2 separate regions of the Ovis aries genome follow, and region 2 is linked to region 1. A link is a contact called in public Hi-C data. All regions are on one chromosome and are shown on one strand. The core of a region is the stretch at or near the end of the contact, and the rest is flanking DNA. Distances in the headings are between cores, read along the strand shown.

Region 1 (6,145 bases), core at 1,755-4,254:
ATCAACCCTGAATATTCACTGGAAGGACTGAAGCTGAAGCTCCAATACTTCGGCCATCTGATTTGAAGAGATGACTCATTGAAAAAGACCCTGATGATGGGAAAGACTGAAGGCAAAAGGAGAAAGGGGTGGTAAAGGATAAGATGGTTAGATAGCATCACCAACTGAATGGACATGAATCTGAACAAACTTCGGGAAGTACTGAAGGACAGAGGAGCCTGGCGTGCTATAGTCCATGAGGTCATGAAGAGTCAGACACAACTTAGCGACTGAACAGCAACTAATGTTCACTCTTAGCTGTTAAGAAAAAACACCTCTAGATTTGCTTTTGAAAGTATTCTGTAAGTACCCATTACTGTGCTAGTTTCTCTTATGGTGAGTCATGCCTGCTAGACACGGCCCTTCATTTACAAAGTGCGTAGTGGCAACACCCAAGTTCAGAGGTCTGACAGCTGGTCATCCTCACTCAGAGGCCTGGCTCTCCAGGGACATTGCTGAAGGGTCAGTTCAGTGATCCACTACTGGTGGATTGGTTCACTATAGGTGCGTGTGTACTAAGTCGCTTCAGTTGCGTCTGACTCTGTGCAACGCTGTGGACTGTAGTCCACCAGGCTCCTCTGTCCATGGGGATTCTCCAGGCAAGAATACTGGAGTGGGTTGTGAATAAGCCAAACTGGAGTTCCTAACCCTGGCTGTGCCTTACTATAAGCCAATGCAGACTCTGGATTTTGTTTTTAAATATAGTTCTCACAGTGAACCTATATTTAAAAACAAAGCCCTAACTCTCCATTAAGCTGAAGCTCTAATACTTTGACCACCTGATGCGAAGAACTGACTCATTGGAATAGATGCTGGCAAAGATTAAAGGGAGGAGAAGGGGACGACAGAGGATGAGATGGTTGGATGGCATCACCGACTCGATGAGCATGAGTTTGAGTAAGCTCCAGGAGTTGGTGATGGACAGGGAAGCCTGGTGTGCTGTAGTCCATGGGGTCGCAAAGAGTGGGACATGACTGAGCGACTGAACTGAACTCTCCATTGCCTTATAGTAAGGCACAGCCAGGTTTAGGACCTTCAATATAGCTTATTCAAAAAACTTTTTTTTAAAACTCTGTTACCACAAAGTTGAAAACTTCAGAAAGAACATGTTGAAATCACACACTGGTTGTTACACTACGACACAGTGATGTCCACCCCTAACACTATGCTCTATATTGCATCTGTCTTTCCTCTTGGAATATGTCTGTTTTATCAGGATTGGGATCATATTACTTATACTAGACATCTTCAGGCTGGGTTCCACTAGAGGTAAGCCCTACAGAAAAGTATTTATGTGTCTATTTCCTCTTTTTATTTAACTTTTAATTTTATATTGGAGTACAGCCGATTAACAATGTTTCGATAGATTCAGGTGAATAGCAAAGGGACTCGGTCACACATACACATGTATTCATTCTCCCTTAAACTCCTCTCCCATTCAGCCTGCCACACAACATTGAGCAGAGCTCTCCATGCTACATAATAGGATTGGGTGTCTATTTTAATTTTCGCAATGGTCTATAACTCAAATCACTCCAGAAGCATGGGAGAGAAGTTAATTCATAATATATTGGGGTTGGCCAAAAAGTTCGTTTGGGCTTTTCTGTAAGATATTATGGGAAATTCCAAATGAACTTTTTGGTCAACCCACTATCATGGTGGCCTTAGAGCATTCAGGCTTAATCCTCTTATAGAGCCCCAGCTGGAGAAGGCAATGGCAACCCACTCCAATACTCTTGCCTGGAAAATCCCATGGATGGAGGAGCCTGGTAGGCTGCAGTCCATGGGGTCACAAAGAGTCGGACACTTACTGAGCGACTTCACTTTCACTTTTCACTTTCATGCATTGGAGAAGGAAATGGCAACCCACTCTAATGTTCTTGCCTGGAGAATCGCAGGGACGGCGGAGCCTGGTGGGCTGCCGTCTATGGGGTCGCATAGAGTCGGACACGACTGAAGCGACTTAGCAGCAGCAGCAGAGCCCCAGCTGGGGAGGGCTGGTCTGTACTGTTGTATAATTTGCTTTGTTCACCTAATGATACTTAAAACAGACATGTAATAAGCATATATCAGGCACAGAGAATATAAAGAAAACTAAGACATAGCCTTTCTCTTGAAACGAAAACTCCAACCAGGGAAGACAAAAATACCTAAATACTCAAAATGCCAAAAAGCGGAGGCAGGGCAGTATGCCTGGGGTGCCCCAGGCAACAGAACACTAGTGCCATCAGATGAAATCAGGGAAGCCTCCTTGAGGAGACAAAGTATAAATGGGTCTTTTAAGGATAGACTGGACCTCAGAGACACAAAGGAGAGAGAGGGCAGGTATTCCGGATGGGAGGACTGGCATGCCAAGATGCCCAGGATGGCTGCTCCGGCCAGGTCACAGGGGATCTGGGGGAAAGTGGGAGAAGATGTAGCAAAGAAGGAATCATTAGACTTCCATGGTGGTCCAGGGGCTAAGACTCTGTGCTCCCAATGCAGGAGGCCCAGGTTCAATCCCTGGTCAAGGAACTAGATCCTAAGTGCTGCAAATAAGAGTTCGCATGCCAACTAAGGATCCTTCGTGCTGCAACTGAGACCTGGCACAGTCAAATAAATGAGTGAACATCAAAAATTTGAGAAAAGAAGGAATGAGGGCCTCCAAATTGGCCCCAGAGGAGGAGTGACCTTAAGTGGTCCTTAAGCAGGAAGGCAGAGAGCTCACACAGGGATGTAAGAGGCCACGGGAGGGATGGTCAAGGGGCTCTGATGACCACTGCAGCCAGGGCTGATGGAGCAGGGGAGACGGAGAGGGACAGAGAGATGGGGGCTGACAAGAGTGGTAAAGGAAGAGGCCACAGAACTTGGTGACTGAGCTGGCAGCGGCTGTTCTTTTAGCACCCAGCCTGCTGAGATCCAGCCTGCATAACAAATTCAGGCTGCTAGTAGAAAAAAAACAAAAAAGCAAAGCATGCAAGAAGGCCCCACCAGCTGTCACTGTTCCACCACGCACTGAGATGATTTCACAGCCGAGGCAGGGGTAACAGAGGGGGATAAGAGGAGGAGGCCAGAAGGGATAAGACAGGACACTGGAGTAAACTGAGGTAACTGCCCGGAGAACTGCCCAGGTCCCTCCCAAGCTCTAACAAAACATCTTACGTAATATCTCCTGGGTGGTGGGCACCCATGTGACAGCAAATTAGACATGCAGAAGATACCACAGCAGAGCACATCTGCGGCACCCTCCTGAATGCCACAAACACAGCAAAATCTAAAAGCCACCTTTTCAGTGGAAGATCTCCCTCTTCATCTAAAGGGAATGCAAGTAGCCAGGCTGCATAAATAATACTTAATAGGAAAAAGTGACAGTCAGTAGAAAGAACAGTTAACAACAGCCACTCTGGGACTCAAGCTCCAACATGGGGACCTTTCCCTAAACTGGAGTATAATGGGCGAGTGAGTGCGCAAATTCTAAAATAACCAAGATCCCACCTCCCAGAAGAAAGAGTATGCGTACAGGTTCTTATGCTTTGAGATTATGAAGAGAGGTCACCAAATAGGACCTCAGCAATATTCCTCAGGGAGCAGTTAGCTGCTAAGTTGGGAAGGGAAGGCGGAGGATTCGGGAGGCAGTTTCTGTAGTAATCTGGTATAGCGGTCCCTTGATATCTACAGGAAATTGGTTCCAGGACCACCACCACTTCTTGGATACCAAAATCCATGGATGCTCAAGTCTTTTATATTAAATGATGCAGTATTCGCATATAATCTATGTATATCTTCCCATATATATTTTAAGTCAGCTCTAGATTACTTATAATACCTAATACAACATAAATGCTATGTTCATAGCTGCTGGCACACAGCAAACTCAAGTTTTGTTTTCTGGAACTTTCAGGAAATGTTCCTTTTTGAGTATTTTTGATCTGCAGTTGGTCAACATGGAGGGCTGACTATGTTCAATAATACTTTTTGTCCTTAGGAACAGAAGAACCAAAATAGTCATATAGAACGACAAATCAGAAAGTGACAATGACCCCAGAAAAGGAACTGGAGGAACAGGGACTGGGAACAACCCAAAGGTTGACAGGCCCTGGCCACTGAGAGCCTGAAGGAGAGGGAAAAACCACATGAGGCAGAGGAAAGCTTTGTCTGAGTCATTTTAAGCTCAGAACAAGTTAAGAGTGTTTGAATTCCTAAAACCGACAACATTTATTCAGGTCTGTGAGAGGCATCACTAAAACATACAATTTCCTTTTATGCCTAAATCACACGTCCCTTTTACTCTCTGCTCCAAAAATGTGGAAAACCAGCTCTTGGGCAGGATCCCAAACAGGCATACTGTCATTCACGTAACCTCATTTTTAATCAGGCAGGGAGTATGTGCCTGCGGGTATAGCAAGAAGCAACACAGATACAGCCTCTTCTTCAAAAAGCTCTCATCTCATTTTTAAAATTAGACAAGTAGACCCATCACCAATGTTAATATTTTCCTCATTTTTCTTGTTAACTTATTCTACATTGGATATGAGGGCAGTGTTAGGAGATATTTTACATTTGGGGGACTTGGGTGTATTGTGTGTTTGGGAGGGAGCTTAGAAAAGCCTCCCCCCACTTCTGGAAGGAATAATGGATAGGACTTGGCGGGGGTTGGCGAAGCAGGTGCCCCTGAGCAGGGACAGTTGGCACTGAAGTGCGTGTCTGAAGGCCCAGCCCTGGAGGGAACAACATACTGAGAGGCTGCAAAAGGAAGCAGACCGTGCCATGGTGGGTTGGAATTTCATCCTGAGATAAAAGAAGCAACTGTGCGAGAGGGATTTAAACTGGAACTGGAGTTTGGAGAGACCTCTCTCGAGGTAGGACTGGAGACGGGAAGTCCTATTGTGAGGCAGGACCAGTGAGGAAGTTGCCATGGAGAGTGAGGATACTATGCCTGGAAAGGCAGGAACTTGGACCAGAGACCACCTCAAGACATCCTCTCAGGAATTTCGATGGGAGCTCTTCTGATGTGGGGTGTGAATGTGCTGAGTGCTACAAAAACAGAGATGCATTTGCCTCATCTACCACCTCCAGGTCAGTTTGCCTGAGTCTGAATCCCTGCTCCATCCCCTACAGTTTCTTGACCTCCCTGAGCCTCAATGTCCTCATTTGTAAAAGGAGGATAATAATGGTACCAAACTCATATGGGTTCTGTGAACATTAAAAGAACATACATACATATATGTCTATATATACATAATATATATGTGCCTGGGGGCATAGCAAGCAGCAACACGTGACCTATACATATACATATATAATGTGTATATAACATGGCCTATACATATACATATTTAATGTCTAAAACAGGTAAGGATATAGTGAGTCAGTACAGCATTTATCTTTATTTCTGTCCTATATTTTATAGTATGTGGGTTTGTTGTAGAGAGTAGTATGTAAGATGTCACCCTCTGCGAACCACAAAACACTCTTAAGATTCTCATGAATCTTGATTCTCTTGGCAGATAATTGAACCCCTCTACTGTTAGCTCTGATTGCCCTCTTTATCACCATAAATACCTTCAGTGTTTATAGGAGACAAAGATACCATGAACCACATGTGGCTGCTGAGTAATTCAAATATGGCCTGTCCAAACTGAGATATGTTCTCATGTAAGATATATACAAGGCTTTGAAGAATTAAGTTTTACCAGAAGAATGTAAAATAGCTCAAAACAACTTTTATATTAATTTAATAATATTTTATACATATTGGTTTGATGAAAATAAATTATTAAAATTAATTCACCTGTCTTAAAAAAATCCTTCTAATCTCTTAGGTTTAATTGCTAAGTTCCTAACTTCTTAATTTAGCTGACTGGGTTATTAACTTTTGCCTATTTCCTTGCAAATATGAGTCATTAAGACCACATATTTCCCTTACCTTATTTAGTTGCAACCCACAAGCTTTAGGTGTACACTTCATTCTACAAATTTTGACATATCTTTTTTCATTGCTATTACTTCTTGATCATTCAAATCTAAATACTTTCAAATTTAAATTTTCAAATATGTTTTTAAATTATAGTTTAAAACTGATACATAATTTCGTTTCATTGCATTCAGAGAATTTGGTCAATATGAT
Region 2 (5,716 bases), core at 2,940-5,439, 210 kb after region 1:
CGCCAGGCCTGCACCACACTCCAAGAAAAATGAGTGCCCTGGTTAAGTGAGTTCTGAGCTGCTGAATATTAAAACCCTTTGGTGCTTCAAATGGCATATACCTATGTTAGAGACTCTTGAGAAGTCCCATGGAAAGGAACTCGCTGAACACTGGCCAGCCTGTGTGAATGGCACCCCCACCCCAACCCCCGTCACCCTGCCCGGTGCTCCCCGCCCTCTGGCCCTCTCCCCCTCTGCCGACGCACTGACCACTGCCTGACAGAGTATTTATGTATAGACTGTGCCCAACTTAGGATTTTTCGGACTCTGTAACGGTGTGAAAGTAACACGTATTTGGTAGAAATCATACTCCCCATTTTGAATTCTGGTCTTTCTCTGGGCTTGTGAAACGTGGTGTGATATTCTTGTGAGGGTGCGCAGGGGCAGTAAGCCTCAGCTGCTGGCTGTCGGCCCTGGGATCATAAATATCCCATACACTTAGAGCCATCCTGTTGTTCATTTTCAGGACAGTGTTCAATAACTTCTATGAGACATTCAACACTATTACAAAATCAGCTTTGCACTGGATGATTTTGCCCAACGGTAGGCTAACATAAGTGTTCTGAGCAGGTTTAAGGTGGGTTAGACTAAGCTATGCTGTTCAGTAGGTTAGGTCCATTAAATGCACTTTTGACATATGGCATTTTTAACTTACCACCACATCATCATAAGTCGAGGAATATCCTTACTTGTCTTATCTGTTGATGTGTCTCCACCACTGGAATATAAGCTTCACAAGGACACACTAGTCTTGTCTGGTTCATGACTGGGTCTCTAGCTTATCCCCCAACCTTCACCTCCCCTGCTTCTATAACACCTGTCCACAGTGCTCAATGGGAAGGGTGTGCACAAGAGATCAAGAGGCAGTTTCACACGCTCTGCTCCTGAAAACCATCCTGTGAGCAACAGGCCACCATGGCCCTAGGCTTAGGGCAGGCCTGGAGGTGGGCAGAGGGGGAACTTAGTCCCTCCAGTACCAAATGAACCAAGATCCAAGAAAGAGAAGACCGCTGAAGGTGGAAAGAGGAGCAACACTAAAGGTCTCTCCTGAAGCTGGGGACCCTGGAGGCACCATGAGCCTAAAGCCAACAGAGGTCCCTGTCCTCCTCTGTCCAAAGAAAGCAATGAACAGGTCACAGGCCCCTCCTCCCAGGGCCTCGGACTCAGGAATGTCACCACTGGGCTTCCCCGTGCTTTTCCCTGCCACCTGACCCAGCTTCCGGATGCAGAGACCCCTGGTACCCAGGAATGGGTGTTCTCTGACTCTTGTCCCCTCACACAAGAGCCCTTGCCTAGGAAGCCCACGTGTGCCTGGGGGACAAGGAGGCAGCACGCAGGAGACCATCAGAACACTCGAGCTCTGCTCTCTGCTCCTTGCCAGTCCTCCCCTGAGAGTGGCAGGGCGGTGTGTGAGGAAATGAGCTGCTCCGCAGGGAGAATTAAACCATCTTCTATTACTGACCTCCAGGCCCATTAAGGAGGAAGATGATGAAGGAGCTGTTGCTAATGAGTACCGCAGCCTCAAGTGGTGGGGAAGTGAGAAAAGAAAACTGGCTCCCTAAGGAAACACTAATGGGTGGACAGGGCAAACTGCCTACCCCTGACGATCTGGGAGTGACGCCTGCTCCCTGGGGCTCTCTTCCTTCCTCCGCGGCTGACTCCTGATGCCAGGCAAGTACACGGGACAGAAAGCCCCGCTCCCTCCTCATCTCTGTCATGTATTCCATCTGTCTAGAAAGCTTTAATGACTAGACCAAGATGGGCAGGAAGAGGAGAGGCGGGTGGGATATGCACCCTATAGGCTGCGCCCTGGTAGCCCAGGAGCAGGGGTCTTCCTTGTGGGTGGAGCGTGTCTGGAGACCTGGCGGGGAGTGAGGGCAACGCCATGGCCTCAGGGTCCCCTTCTAAAGACTCAATATGGGGAGAGGCAGATGCTGTCTTCACCCAAGCCACCATGATCCCAAGCCTTCTCCCCAGCCTTTCTCGCCACTCCCATCTGCCACCTAACAGCACACACCATGGGAATTCCAATTTCGTTGGTGTTGATGTACATGTCCGGGCAGATGACCGAGCGGGCTGCGTAGTCTACGCGCTTCCCCATCATGTGCTTTCGGAACAAACCATCCTTCTTCTCCAGGATCTTTATGGGGGAAAAGTCCACAGCAATCATTAAAAAAATTTAAAAATCAAGACTTAAAATTATTAAGTTGTTAGAAAATATATGTTGCTGTTTTTTCGTTGCTAAGTCATGTCCAACTCTTTTGTGACCCAATGGACTGTAGCCCACCAGCCTCCTCTGTCCATGGGATTCTCCAGCCAAGAATTCTGGAGTGGGTTGCCATTTTCTCCTCCAGGAGATCTTTCCAACCCAAGGGTTGAACCCACATCTCCTGCACTGGCATGTGGGTTCTTTACCACTGAGCCACCAGGGAAGCTCTAGAACATATATATGCCATATTTAATTGTGGGCACAACTTAGCAATTGAGCATGAGTATGAAAGATGATACTTCTATTATTCACAAGCTTGTATAATGGTAACGGGTTGGCGAGAAAGGATGGATAAACCCAAACTTTTTGGCCAACCCAATACTATGCACATATTTATTATGTTTGGGTTTTTTGGTCTGCAATTTTAGTTTCATTCACTTCTTCAGTTAGGGCCATCTTTTATTAATATCTTCTTTTATTCCTCTTTCAGTTATTTTATACAGCTGAAATAAATCTTTCATATTTTACACTAAAAAATAATAAAATAAAAAGTAAACCAAAACTATAGTAGTGCCAATTGGTTAAAATAAAACAATCACTGTCAAGGAAAAAAAAAACAAGTATGGTTACTATTTTCTTCCTTAAGACAAACATGTTTATTATTTAACCCCTTCGGCTAGCAATGGGGATCCAACTGCTCACCTGTCTAATACCGGGGTACTTTTCCATCATTAATTTGTCCATCTCGCTATCAAACACAATATTAACGTGGCTCTGAAGGCGAATCCAAATGTTGTAAAGTCTGTCTGTGAGGGACTGGCCTGGAAGCTGACTCAGAAAGGATCGGTCCATAGTCATCGAAGAATCTTTTTCCTGCCAAGACACAACCAAGGAAAACGGGCGTGATGGAAAGCCCTCAAGAAGGCCAGGCCTGGTTCCGCTTTTCTTTCACTTGAGCTTTGACAAATGATGAACTCTGAAGTTGGCCTTTAAGTCTTTTGAACTTGACAGATTTGTGGCCCAAGTGCTCATAAATCAATCTTGTCTGTGTGCATCGACAACATATGAGGCGGTAAGCTGCCCTAGAGCACCACCAACTGACCGACTGTCTGGCCACCTGGACTGGGCCCCTTGGGCTGGGTATGTACGACACAGGAGAGAGACAAATGGTCCCTCGACCCAATGAGAGAAGAAACCTGTCAGCACTGATGAAGGGGGATCCAGTAAGTGAGCATGTCATGCAACCCTCTGGTGATAAAGTGGGCCTGTCCTCAATCCTGAGGAACAGAAGACTTCTCAGTTATAGAGAAGACAGGTGTGGTTTCTATTTTGGCTGAAGGAGCCTCCCAGGGACCCCTGTATGATGACAGCACCCCTGTCAGACTAACTCACTTCTGAAGGTATCAGCTGACTCAGGGCCACAAACCTACTTGTGAAATGGGTGAGACCAGTCTCACTGGTGTATCCTCAGTGCCTGGAATGGTGTACGCCTAGTCACACCCAGGCATTCATGATTCATGAGAGGGCCACTGTGCAAGTATGGGAAGAAAGAACCCTTGCTATTGATCAGATGGAAAAGAGGGCACTGTGACTTCAGGCAGCAATGACCTTAGGAATCTGAGAGGATGCTGCTCATTTCTGCCGAGATTTAGCTTTTTTCTTGGACAAAGGCTACCCTACTTTCAAGAGACATCAACATAAAATCCTTAGCTCTGGTCACTGGACGTGGCAATCCTATGGCCATCTCTCTGAAACTAGACCAGAACCTGCAGACGGCAGATATCTCTAATATTGAGCACTTTTTTAAAAAGCACATTTACACAGGCAGATCAGAAAACTTAAGCAAAACCAAAGAAATCCAAGCAGAAAGGCTGAGTAACCCACACACGGGTGTCCCTGACAGACTGTGGCGCCACCTGGTGATGGGCCGGTCCTACTCAGGGAAGGGAGCCTGGGAGCCTGTCTGGTCTACTTAAGGCTGAGACAGTCCTTCCTATTTGCATTTAGAAAGCGTCTTAAAGCTGGGAAGGATGTCAGCAATCTCAACAAACTTCCTGAGTGCCTGACTCATCTTTATACGCACTGTAGACCTAGCATACTAAAAGGGATTCAGGAAACGTCTGCTGAAACAGGAAAATGGAATTCAGCTCCACCATTTATTGGGGAGAAAACTGAGCCCCAAATCTGACACTCCCATTCCAGGAAACTCCTCCAAATGCCAACACTGACTTCCTGACCCTGATGCTAGAGATCTTCATGAGCCAAAATCAGACCTAGGTGGCACGGGTCTCTGGTACCAGAGCCCAGTAGGGCCAGGCTCAGAGCCTGAGGACCACAGACTGTTCTTTCTAGAACTGCCAGTGAGAGCAGGTAGCCCAGACCACAATCACGGGTAAAACCTCCCCACAGATCACTCATTTTATTGTGGAGATGGGAACAAGAAACCAAAGCAACTCAATCAAGGTCACTGGGCACAGTCATTGGGGTCATGCTCAGACCCACACTTTCCCCCAGACATTGCCCAGTCCTGCCAAACCCATGGCGCACACACAACCATACAGAATTGCCAACCAGTATCTCCCAGGACCCACAGCATTCAGCACCCACAGCGTAGGAAGCTAGAACTATGATATCAGCTCTTGACCTCTTCTGTGGTGGGTGCTGCCACCTCACTTGGCAGCTCCTGTTCTTGGGCCATCAGTGCCAGAAGTTTTCGGATCAGAACCACGTCCTTCATGACAGCCTGCAAGTTCACCGTCTGCCCGTTGGTGAACATCTGGTCCCCAAGGCGGTTGACAGGGCGATACCTGCAGGAGGACATGTGGAATCAGTGAACACTTCCCTCAGCCTCTTATCCATCCCTACTCACATGCCCCCAGCTCCAAAGGAAACCCACATTCCTCCTGCACTCAGGAAAAATGAAGAGGAAAATAGTCCCACCACCTGCCAGCTGGGAGTGGAACTGCTGCTCTATTTTTCAGCACCTTTGACCCTTCCTTTCTCTCCCAGAGGTCATTATTCAATTATTCCATAAACCTTTTTCAGGTGAAATAAAGCCAATGAAAGGGTATTACCTTGAGGGTGGTACCACCAAGAAATCCAGAAAGAACATACTGGGGTTGAACCTGGACTCCATGCCAACATCTTCCAGTCCCAAAAAAAGGTAATTCAGAAAGAACCCTGTGTTTGAAATAAATCAAAAAGATCATTTAAACCTATACATTAAGAGCATGGAAGGATGACCACAAAAATTTTTACAAAAAGCCCAGAATATAGGACAATACGGAGAATAAGATCACGTGTCTCCATAAAAACTAATGAAGGAATTGCCTGGCGGTCCAGTGGTTAAGACTCTGCACTTCCACTGCAAGGGGTGCACGGTCCATCCCTGGTCAGGGAACCAAAATCCCACATGCCACGTGGTGCAGTGAAAAAAAATAACAATAATGAAAATAAATAAGCAAATAA

Evidence for each region. A called contact is a pair of places that touch in the nucleus more often than the background predicts.
Region 2: a Hi-C map of mixed tissues shows a contact between it and region 1, with 3 times the contacts expected there. The contact joins two enhancer-like sites. A contact is called at or near these places in 4 of 16 Hi-C or Micro-C datasets (hypothalamus, mixed tissues, skin fibroblasts and 1 more).

The regions. Positions count from the first base shown.
Region 1 is chr3:57,788,752-57,794,896 of ARS-UI_Ramb_v3.0, forward strand. It overlaps a transcript of ST3GAL5 not described here. Among named protein-coding and RNA genes, the nearest start is that of ST3GAL5, 20 kb to the left of the region's middle. Within about 2 kb of position 3,005, at least 8 of the 54 cell types and tissues checked have an H3K27ac peak or open chromatin away from gene starts, as enhancers often do.
Region 2 is chr3:57,995,957-58,001,672 of ARS-UI_Ramb_v3.0, forward strand. It overlaps POLR1A (RNA polymerase I subunit A), which reads right to left. Exons shown (of 33, transcript XM_060412103.1): 8 at 5,323-5,428; 9 at 4,893-5,055; 10 at 2,951-3,121; 11 at 2,057-2,179. Among named protein-coding and RNA genes, the nearest start is that of POLR1A, 24 kb to the right of the region's middle. Within about 2 kb of position 4,190, at least 8 of the 54 cell types and tissues checked have an H3K27ac peak or open chromatin away from gene starts, as enhancers often do.